Linked DNA regions of Mus musculus: region 1 is linked to region 2. A link is a contact called in public Hi-C data. All regions are on one chromosome and are shown on one strand. Each heading gives the region's core, a stretch centred on a gene start, on an enhancer-like site or on the middle of the called end of the contact. The rest is flanking DNA. Distances are from core to core; before and after follow the strand shown. Region 1 overlaps Cers6 (ceramide synthase 6). Region 2 overlaps Cers6 (ceramide synthase 6).

What was found. A called contact is a pair of places that touch in the nucleus more often than the background predicts.
Region 1: a Hi-C map of liver shows a contact between it and region 2, with 1.8 times the contacts expected there. The contact joins two enhancer-like sites. A contact is called at or near these places in 1 of 484 Hi-C or Micro-C datasets (liver) and 3 of 9 other capture datasets (adipose tissue, liver and pancreatic islet).

What each region holds. Positions count from the first base shown.
Region 1 is chr2:69,059,391-69,063,583 of GRCm38.p6, reverse strand. The region is part of intron 6 of Cers6 (ceramide synthase 6); the gene reads right to left. Among named protein-coding and RNA genes, the nearest start is that of Gm39840, 69 kb to the left of the region's middle. Within about 2 kb of position 1,528, at least 14 of the 459 cell types and tissues checked have an H3K27ac peak or open chromatin away from gene starts, as enhancers often do. A contact at or near this core is called in liver, where this site is marked.
Region 2 is chr2:68,933,345-68,937,841 of GRCm38.p6, reverse strand. Cers6 (ceramide synthase 6) reads right to left here. Exons shown (of 10, transcript NM_172856.4): 2 at 3,222-3,327. Among named protein-coding and RNA genes, the nearest start is that of Gm52515, 33 kb to the left of the region's middle. Within about 2 kb of position 1,936, at least 95 of the 459 cell types and tissues checked have an H3K27ac peak or open chromatin away from gene starts, as enhancers often do. A contact at or near this core is called in liver, where this site is marked.

The DNA.
Region 1 (4,193 bases), core at 279-2,778, 130 kb before region 2:
GGCTGTCCTGGAACTCACTCTGTAGACCAGGCTGGCCTCAAACTCAGAAATCCTCCTGTCTCTGCCTCCCAAGTGCTGGGATTAAAGGCATGTGCCACCATGCCTGGCTCGAGTCCCCCACTATTAAAAAACAAAACAAAACAAAACAAAACAAAACAAAACAAAACAAAACAAAACAAAATAAAACGAACCAGAACCTTTACTTCTCTAGGGGAATTTTATAAACAACAAAGTATTAGCACAACAAAGCCAAAGAGATAATCACTCACTAAGACATATGTGCCAGATTCTAGATAACACAGCTCCCTCCAAGTTTACTATGTTAGAGTCTTTGAAATGTTATCTTCTACCTTGTAAAGGGACCACAAATTCATCTCAATGTACCTGCCTTTATTAAGATAAAATTACATCATAAAAAGCTACACCATACACATATACTCCTTCTATGTGTAAGAAATTTTTCCTTAAATTTTTATTTGGAATGAACTGAATGAAAAAAGTATTATTGAGCTACCTCAAAAAAAAGGAGTAAGGCTTCTGAGATTCTAACTAGGGCTGGGACAAACATTCATAGACAGCGAAGATCGTAAATACTTCTAAAAATCAAGACAGTAGAAAAGACTTTGCTCAGATGCAAAGAAAATGTATGTTGTCTTGAATTTAATAAAGTTAATACATATAAATAATAACTTGTAATTTTGCTCAAAGAATAGCAATTAGGTACTTACGACCCATTTAACAGATTTCTAAGACTCCTAGAAACAGGACAACAGCAGAGTTTGCAATTGACATTGTATGATTTCTCTATCTCTGTTTCCCTCTCTTCCTCTTCCCTCTCCCCACTCTTCCGCCTCTTCCTTTCCTTCAAGGCTCATAAGTTATTCTACTTCAAAGCAGAGATAGAGAAACTGTCAGAATTGTGGTTATGAATAAAGTTTTATTAAAACCCTAACTGCACCCACTTGTTTCCTTTCTGTCTTACATGGCTTTCTTGCTCTGGTAGCACACTTGAAAAACTGCAACAGAAAGCACCTACAACTTTACAACACTACCTGGTCCTTACAGTAAAGTTTGATGACCCTTGTTTTAGAATCATGCCAAAGGGCATCATGTGAGAAACTCAGTTATGCAACGCAGCAGGTTTGTAGTCTCTGCCTTACTTGATTCTGGCAAAGGATATGTAAGAGGTTAATTTTCACAGCTCTTCTGAAGCAATCCAAACCAATTTAATACTGCTCATGAAATTCATATAAACCATAAGGAGCTCTGAAAGGCACCCTCATCAAAGGTCATGATCGATTATAACTACAACTTCTAGACAACTGAAAGGCCAGCAATGGCTTCTCCAGCTTCTAAAAGCAGGAGCGGTGTGTCCAGATTGGCCAGCATTTTCTCTGTTGCTAGAAGCACCATTATTTTATGGCTTCTGGAAAAAGATATAAATGAGGCAGGGAACTGCTGTGTAAGGGCTGTTCACCCGATCTTTCTCCTGTACAACATTTATGGTGCCCTTTCAAGATTGAGAACTCATAATCTTGTCCGCTGTGGATTAGTTAATATTTAATCTTTAATTGATTTTTTATTACATTAGAAAGGAGCACAATAAAATGTTATTTGTGCCAACAGAAACAGTATGATAGTGCTACCAATCACTTCTGGAGGGGGTAGTCAGAACATGGTGCTAGTTTGCAGTGTTCTGAGCCAGTCTTCAGTCTTCCACCTCTCTCCATCCAAGCAAGCTCTCAAACCCTCTGATTTCAAATGCCATCAGTGTGTTTATTCAAACACACATATGCCATTTTTCTCACAAGTTGTCTACATGCAACTACCTGGTCTTTATAATGGACTCTCTAGGTTCTGTTTAAATCACCCTTGACCTGGCCATATTAGTTTGCATGAATTTAAATGAGAAAAGGTCACTTCTGAGGTATTAAAAATATAGTTTATGTAAGTCTGAAGAACTCCATTAGTTCACAAATGAATCTCTCCATTTTCTGCAAAGGTCCCTATAAGAGCTCAACCACAAAGCCCATCTAACCTGAAAGCATCCAACACCATCAGTAGGGGGCAGACTGTGCTCAACTAAAATCAGAGCTACTTGATGGGACTCCAGCCAGCATCTTCATAGGTACTCCCAAAGTCTTGAGGCCCAATGACAATGAACAATCAGAGACTCAATTTTGTGCTTCACATAGAGGGTGGAGAATATCTTCTCCAGGCTAAACAGTTGGGGATGGTGCTGTAAGCTGTTGGGCAGAGTTCAGGGGAGCTCTTATAGTTAGCAACCATATCTTCTTCTTGTTCCTCTTCCTTCAGCCATCCCAGTACCTGCTCCTACACCTGAATTCTAGCTGTGGCATTTCCTCAAAGCTGGCGTAGAAAGTATGCATATTTCCTCTTTCTAAACCCCACATTTGCAATGAATACCTAGCAAACGCCTAAGTACCTTCTAATTTGACTACTAATTTTCATGTGCAGAAGCTCCGAAGCTGTGATGTCTTCCTGATGGCAGCTCCATAAAACAATATTCAGAGCTCTCTCTCTCTCTCTCTCTCTCTCTCTCTCTCTTTTTTTTTTTTTAGATGGGAGCTGAGGCACCTAGACATCAAGTTCTCCAAAGTCACATTGTGACAATGGGCTAGAGCCAGTTCCATGCAGTCTGGAGTTCAGGCTGGTGAATATCCTACTCCTAGCTTCTCAGGGACAAATATAAGGGGAAGGGTGACTGTAAAGAGGCAGAGGTGTTGGTTAGGAGAAACCATCAGGTGAGGGACAAACAGAACAAGGACTGTCCCTGGGAGATGACAAGGGCATTGTGAGAGCCAGGCTGCAAGGAGTGGCCTTGGGCCTGAGGCACAGTGCTTCCAGGGAGATCAAAGCCCCAAGCATGGCTTGTTGGTATTTATAAGGATAGGGGCTGAATGGGGTCATTAGTCCAGGATAGTTAGAACTACAATGACCCAGAGTGGAGATTTTTCTGGCTCTCTAGAATGACTTGAGAGGAATTCCCCCAGAAGACCAAATAACAACTTCCAATTGAAGAGAATATCATAAGGAACAGAAGATTCTCCCACACCCAGGGAGGCAGACATCTAGCTGAGGCCCAAGACTTAGGATATACAGTCCCAGGTATGGGTCCTTGGGCAATACAGCAGCACATAAGTTCTTGTCACCCTCCTGTACCTATGCAGATCAATCTTTCCAGTGGCCAGACATCTGAATCAAAGACCGAAAGATAACTTCATCTTTAAAAATGCATGTAGAGCTGCTTCCCCACCTGGGTGAGATCAGGGACCCAATACCCTCTCACACACTACAGTCTGTCTGCCTCCCAGGGGGTCTGAAGTAACCACGGTCACAGGAGGCCTTCTCTAACCAGAGACTCAGGAGGTTGATCCTAACCAGAGATAGCACTGCCTACCTACCAGGAGACTGGTTCTAACCCAGGTCACAGAGCTCTACCTGCCTCCAAGGAGGCCAGTCAGAAGATTCTGGACAGATGTCATTCAGAACCTAAGAGACTACAAATGCTCGTCTAGTATACTATACCCAGCAAAACTCTCAATCACCATGGATGGAGAAACCAAGCTATTCCATGACAAAACCAAATTTAAACAATGATCTTTCTACTAATCCATCCCTACAGAGGATACTAGGAGGAAATCTCCAACACCAGGAGGGTAACTACACCCAAGAAAACACTAGAAATTAAACATTTCACAACAAATCCAAAAGAGGAGAATCACACACACATAACACCACCTCTAGCAACAAAAATAATGGGAATTAACAATCATCTGTCTTTAATATCTCTCAACATCAATGGACTCAATTCTCCAATAAAAAAAACTGGATACATAAACACAATTCAGCATTTTGCTCCGTACAAGAAACACACCTCAGTGATGAATACAGACACTACCTCAGAGCAAAAGTGCTGAAAAAAAGTTTTCCAAGCAAATGATCCCAAGAAACAAGCTATAGTTGCCATTCTTATCAAATGCGATAGGAAAGGGCACTTCATATTTATCAAAGGAAAAATCCACCAGGAAAAAGTCTCAATTTTGAACATCCATATCCTAATGCAAGGACACCCACATTCATAAAACAAACTCAAAACGTACACTGCATATCACACAGAGTGGGAGATTTCAACACCTCGCTTTCACCAATGGACAGATCATGGAAACAAA
Region 2 (4,497 bases), core at 687-3,186:
GGAAAAAGAGAGGTGAAGAGAGAGCTCACACATGTGTTTGTATGTACTTGAGCAAGTGCCTGAAGATGCCCACATAGAACAGAAGGATATCAGATCCCTAGGACTGGAGTTATAGGTGTTTATGACTCACTTGCCATGAGTGCTGGGAACTGAACGCTGGTCCTCTGGAAGAGCAGCAAGCACTCAACCACTGAGCCACTTTTCTAGCTCCTGACTCCAGCTGTGACTGGAGAAAAGGGGGATCAGTAGCGCCCCCCCCCCTTGGCAGAGCCATCACTCCTTTCCCATCTGCAAGGGATCTGGGGAGGTACTAGAGTACACAGGAAGTAAAGGGTTAAGTGAAATTGGGACTCCATTATGCACTTTGCATGCAGCTGTCACCACAGTCTGTGGAACTAGATGGTGATTCAGATATTGGTGTATCACACAGACTCTTGTGAGAAACTCCTCTCCTATGCTCTCTGCTGGAAGACCAATAAGATCACTGGTAACACCATGCTAATCTTTGGTAAAATAGTACTTCTGTTGGACACTGGTGCCCATCTGAGGTCAAGAGACATTTTTTTGTGTCTCCCTCAGAAAAGGTAATCAACAACATAAAATGTCGCTTCATAACTGCTACATATTTTACCCTCATAGCTTTAGAACCAATTTAAATAGGAAATTCAAATTAAAAATATAATGAGATAAGGGGATAAAACCAGTTAAAAGACAGACACTCAAAAATAATCATTGGGGAAAAATAATCACTTGGTGTATTTAAATGGACTAAGAGCCATTAATAACTCTAGGTCTTTTGGCTCCATTCCCAAACTTCAGAATCTGAATCTGTGAAGATACAATGTAGCAGCGTGTGCACTCCTCAGAAGAGTGATGCAATGAGAGTGTGGAAACAGGCTGAAATAGATGCTGTATCATTCACTAAATGCTCTGTGTGTGTGTGTGTGTGTGTGTGTGTGTGCACGCGCGTGTGCATGCATGCTGTGTTGTTGTTGATTTAGTTAATCCTCATGAAAGCCTGTGAGTTTATTATTTGGAGATTTCTAAGGTCTCCAAAGGTTAAAAAAAAAATTGCTGAAGGCCAAACTTTAGTAAGGAAAAGGTAGCGTGCCAACTTACAGACTCAGGTCTGTCTCAGGTCCTACCAGGGTCCTAATTATTTCCTCATGTTTCTATGGTGTTTAGAATGTGATAGATTTCCCTTTAAGGTGGGAGGTAGGTTCTCCACAGTATTTTATATGACAGATTTTATCTGTAGAGCAGAGGAAGGAGAGAGAGAAAAAAGAGAGACAGATGTTATGACAAGAGAAGAAACTGATGAAGAATGTCATGACTTATATCCATCAGCTGATGTCAGAGGTAAGAGTGACCTGAGCAGAGAAGATGAGCAGTACTGTCACACAGAGCAGGGGGTCACATTCTAAAGGGAGGTTAATGCTCTATGGCTTATATTTTAAAAGTCTACACCATTTTTCAAATGTAATGTGTTCTTGCAAGTCAAATCTAACAGAAGCAATGACCATGTGCAAGCATGCCAAGAGTCTGGGCTCATACAGAAGTCCCACATAGGCATTTATTGTCCCCTTTCCATCTCCTGCCCCCCCCCCCAGGATCCACCTATCCCATTTCCTCTGTCCCCTACCTACTTATAACTACTGCCTTCAGATCCCCAGAAGGGTCATGGGAAACAAGGGTGGAGCAGAGAAATGTGAGATGTGAGATAGGCTTTGTTTCTCGCTGAGGTTTTCTGGTATGGGGCTGGGCTGCTACCTCTGTGCTTCATTCATGGGTGACTCAGCTAAGGTGACTCTTGCCTACTTGCAATCTTGTAGCAGAGACTGAGATGCTTTTAGAGGCCATCTATCCATCATGTGTGGGCGATGAGCCTGTAGTTGGGAGAGAGGCCTGTCTGAACTTTGCCCCCAGTGCCAAGGCACAGTGTGTCCAACAGTAGCTGGAGGAAAGGGGAATCTGACAGCCAGCAAGCTATGTTTGTACTTAGTCATACAGCCTCCCCAGGCATTTTTGAGGCTGTGTACTTGTTCCATCAATATCTCCTGCCTACAGACACTACAGAACAAACAACATGGCTCAGCAGGGCTGGGAATGTGGCTCTTCTCCAGCATTTGTAATGGCCTGGATTAGATCTTTAATGTTGGGAGAAAAACTAAGGAACCTAATAGGAGTGAAATTTCACTTCAGGAAGGTAAACTTCATGGAAAAGTATCATTTTAAAGAGGCCAGAGAAAATGCCTGTAGACTTTTAGCAGACATGAAGGCAAGCAACAAAACAAAGAGAGCTGCCTGGGCATCTGTACTCAGAGCTGCAAGCCGAGAGTCTGAGTACTAACGCCAGCCCCACAAACACCAGAAGGAAACATCATTTGTGTAAGACTGTCAAATTACAGCTTCAGCAGCAGCACTGAATACTTGAAAGAGGACAAAGGAACCATCTGATACAGAAACACAGAGAGCAATGTTCCATTTCTCCTGTTTCCTGGTTTCTCATCCAGCCAAGGGTGAGCAAAGAGAGAAGAAGGACTAAGAAGCAGCTGGATGGGCTCTGCATTGGTTTGTCTCCTTTTCTTCCTGCTTCAGTTCAAGGGCCCCTGGTGTTTTCTTCCTCCTCTCTGTGCTTAAGTATGTGTCGGTCACTTGTCTCCCCCTTCCTCTCTTTTCTCTTCTTCCTGCTCTTCATTTAGACACCCTGGAGACTGAATGTCCCATCTCTTCGTTCATTCTCCGCTGTGAGTCTATCCCTTCTGGTCTGACTCTGCTGACCTAATTCCTTCCTTTGACCTTTCACTGTCTTCCATGTTTAGTCTATCACGGCCTCTGGGACATACGGCTGGCAGGCACTACATGCCATCAGGTCCCAGTTCTCACATAGGTCCACACCACACTGTAAGCTCTGCCGGGTAGTCCCCGCCCAGCCCTTATCTGCATGCTTCATGTCGCCTGAGACTGACAAAGGCACTGGATTGGACAGACCTCTATCTAATCAAGACCTTTCCATGGTCTAGCTTGTAAAATCGGCAACCAAGAGGCCACACACACCCTTTATCTATTGTTTACACTTTGGGCCAATTATAGCAGGTACAATCTCTCCAAGGACTTACTGTCCAATGGGAAACAAAGTTGCCTGTCAGAACCCAGGAGAGAAAGGATGGGATGGCTGCTTTGTGGTGGTGGAGAAACATAAGGACCCGGCAGACACATACCTTTGTTATAGCAGTGAAAACCTTTTCCAGAATGGCATTTGGCTGGGCAGTTTGTGGTCCATTGGCTTGGATGTTGAGGGCTATGGCACATGGTTTGGCTATGAATCTAAAGGTTTAAAAAGAAAGAGAAGAAAATAAATGAGAACTGACACTTCTTATAACAGCTCTTCGTAGCGTTGATTATAAATGACTACGTTATTCTAATTAGATGTTTGTAGAGTTTTACGGTAACATTCACATGGATGAAGTATAAAGCAGACCTTATTTGAGGCCACCAGCAATCACTTTAAAAAAAAGTAACTCTTTAAGAACATTTAAACTTCTTGGCTGGGTACGATGGCACAGACCTTTAACCTCCAAGTACTCAGAAGGCAGGCAGATCTCTGTAAGTACGGGGCTACCCTGGCTACATACAGAATTCCAGGACAGCTAGGACTATAGAGAGAGACCATGTCCCAAAACAAAATACACAAGAAACAAAGAAAACAGAACAGACCGTTTAAACTCTAAGGACACTTAGTAGTTCTAATGAGACTTCACTGATCAAGCATGATTCCCTACACCATAAGAAAACAAAGGAAGGAAACACTGGATGGAAATGGAATTGTACAAGCAAGATGTAAAGTACATGTCATAACTTACAGTCTTTTTCTACATGCAATCGTGTTATTATACCAGTGTGCTCACTCACTAAGCATCTGAATCCTCATGGAGGCTGTGTGCTTTGGACCACTCTGATAATCAACACAGCCATTTTGTTTCCATAATCAACGTGTGTAGTACTGAACCCCAATCCCTTCCAGTTTCATAATTTCTGCTTTGGGGGTCAGCTCCCCACACGGCTTCTTTCTCATGGGAAGCAAGGAAGAACGAGAAACGGCGGCATGGCATTCCAGACAAGCCGAGCACTGAAGCCGTTTAAAAGCTTGAGCCGAACTGTTTCCGTCCTAAGTGAATGCCTAAGCCAACAAGAAAGGAAAGGATGAGCCTTCATTTCCCATACCCGACGTTTGAGCGAGGCTCTGAGAGGGATGTGGAGTGCACAGGGCCCTGGAGGGACAGTGACAACGAGGCTTCTTTAACACAACTCCACAAGATTAAAGAACAACAGGCAAGGCGGAGTAATAGGACACAGTGCTGAACGGAATCCTATCTCACGCACAAGTGAAGGAATTCACCCAGACTGGAGAAACAAGAACACTCCATGTTGCAGGCCTGGCCCAGGAGAGCGGCGCACACAAGGGGAAATATCATGCTTGTTACACTAGGGTCTCTC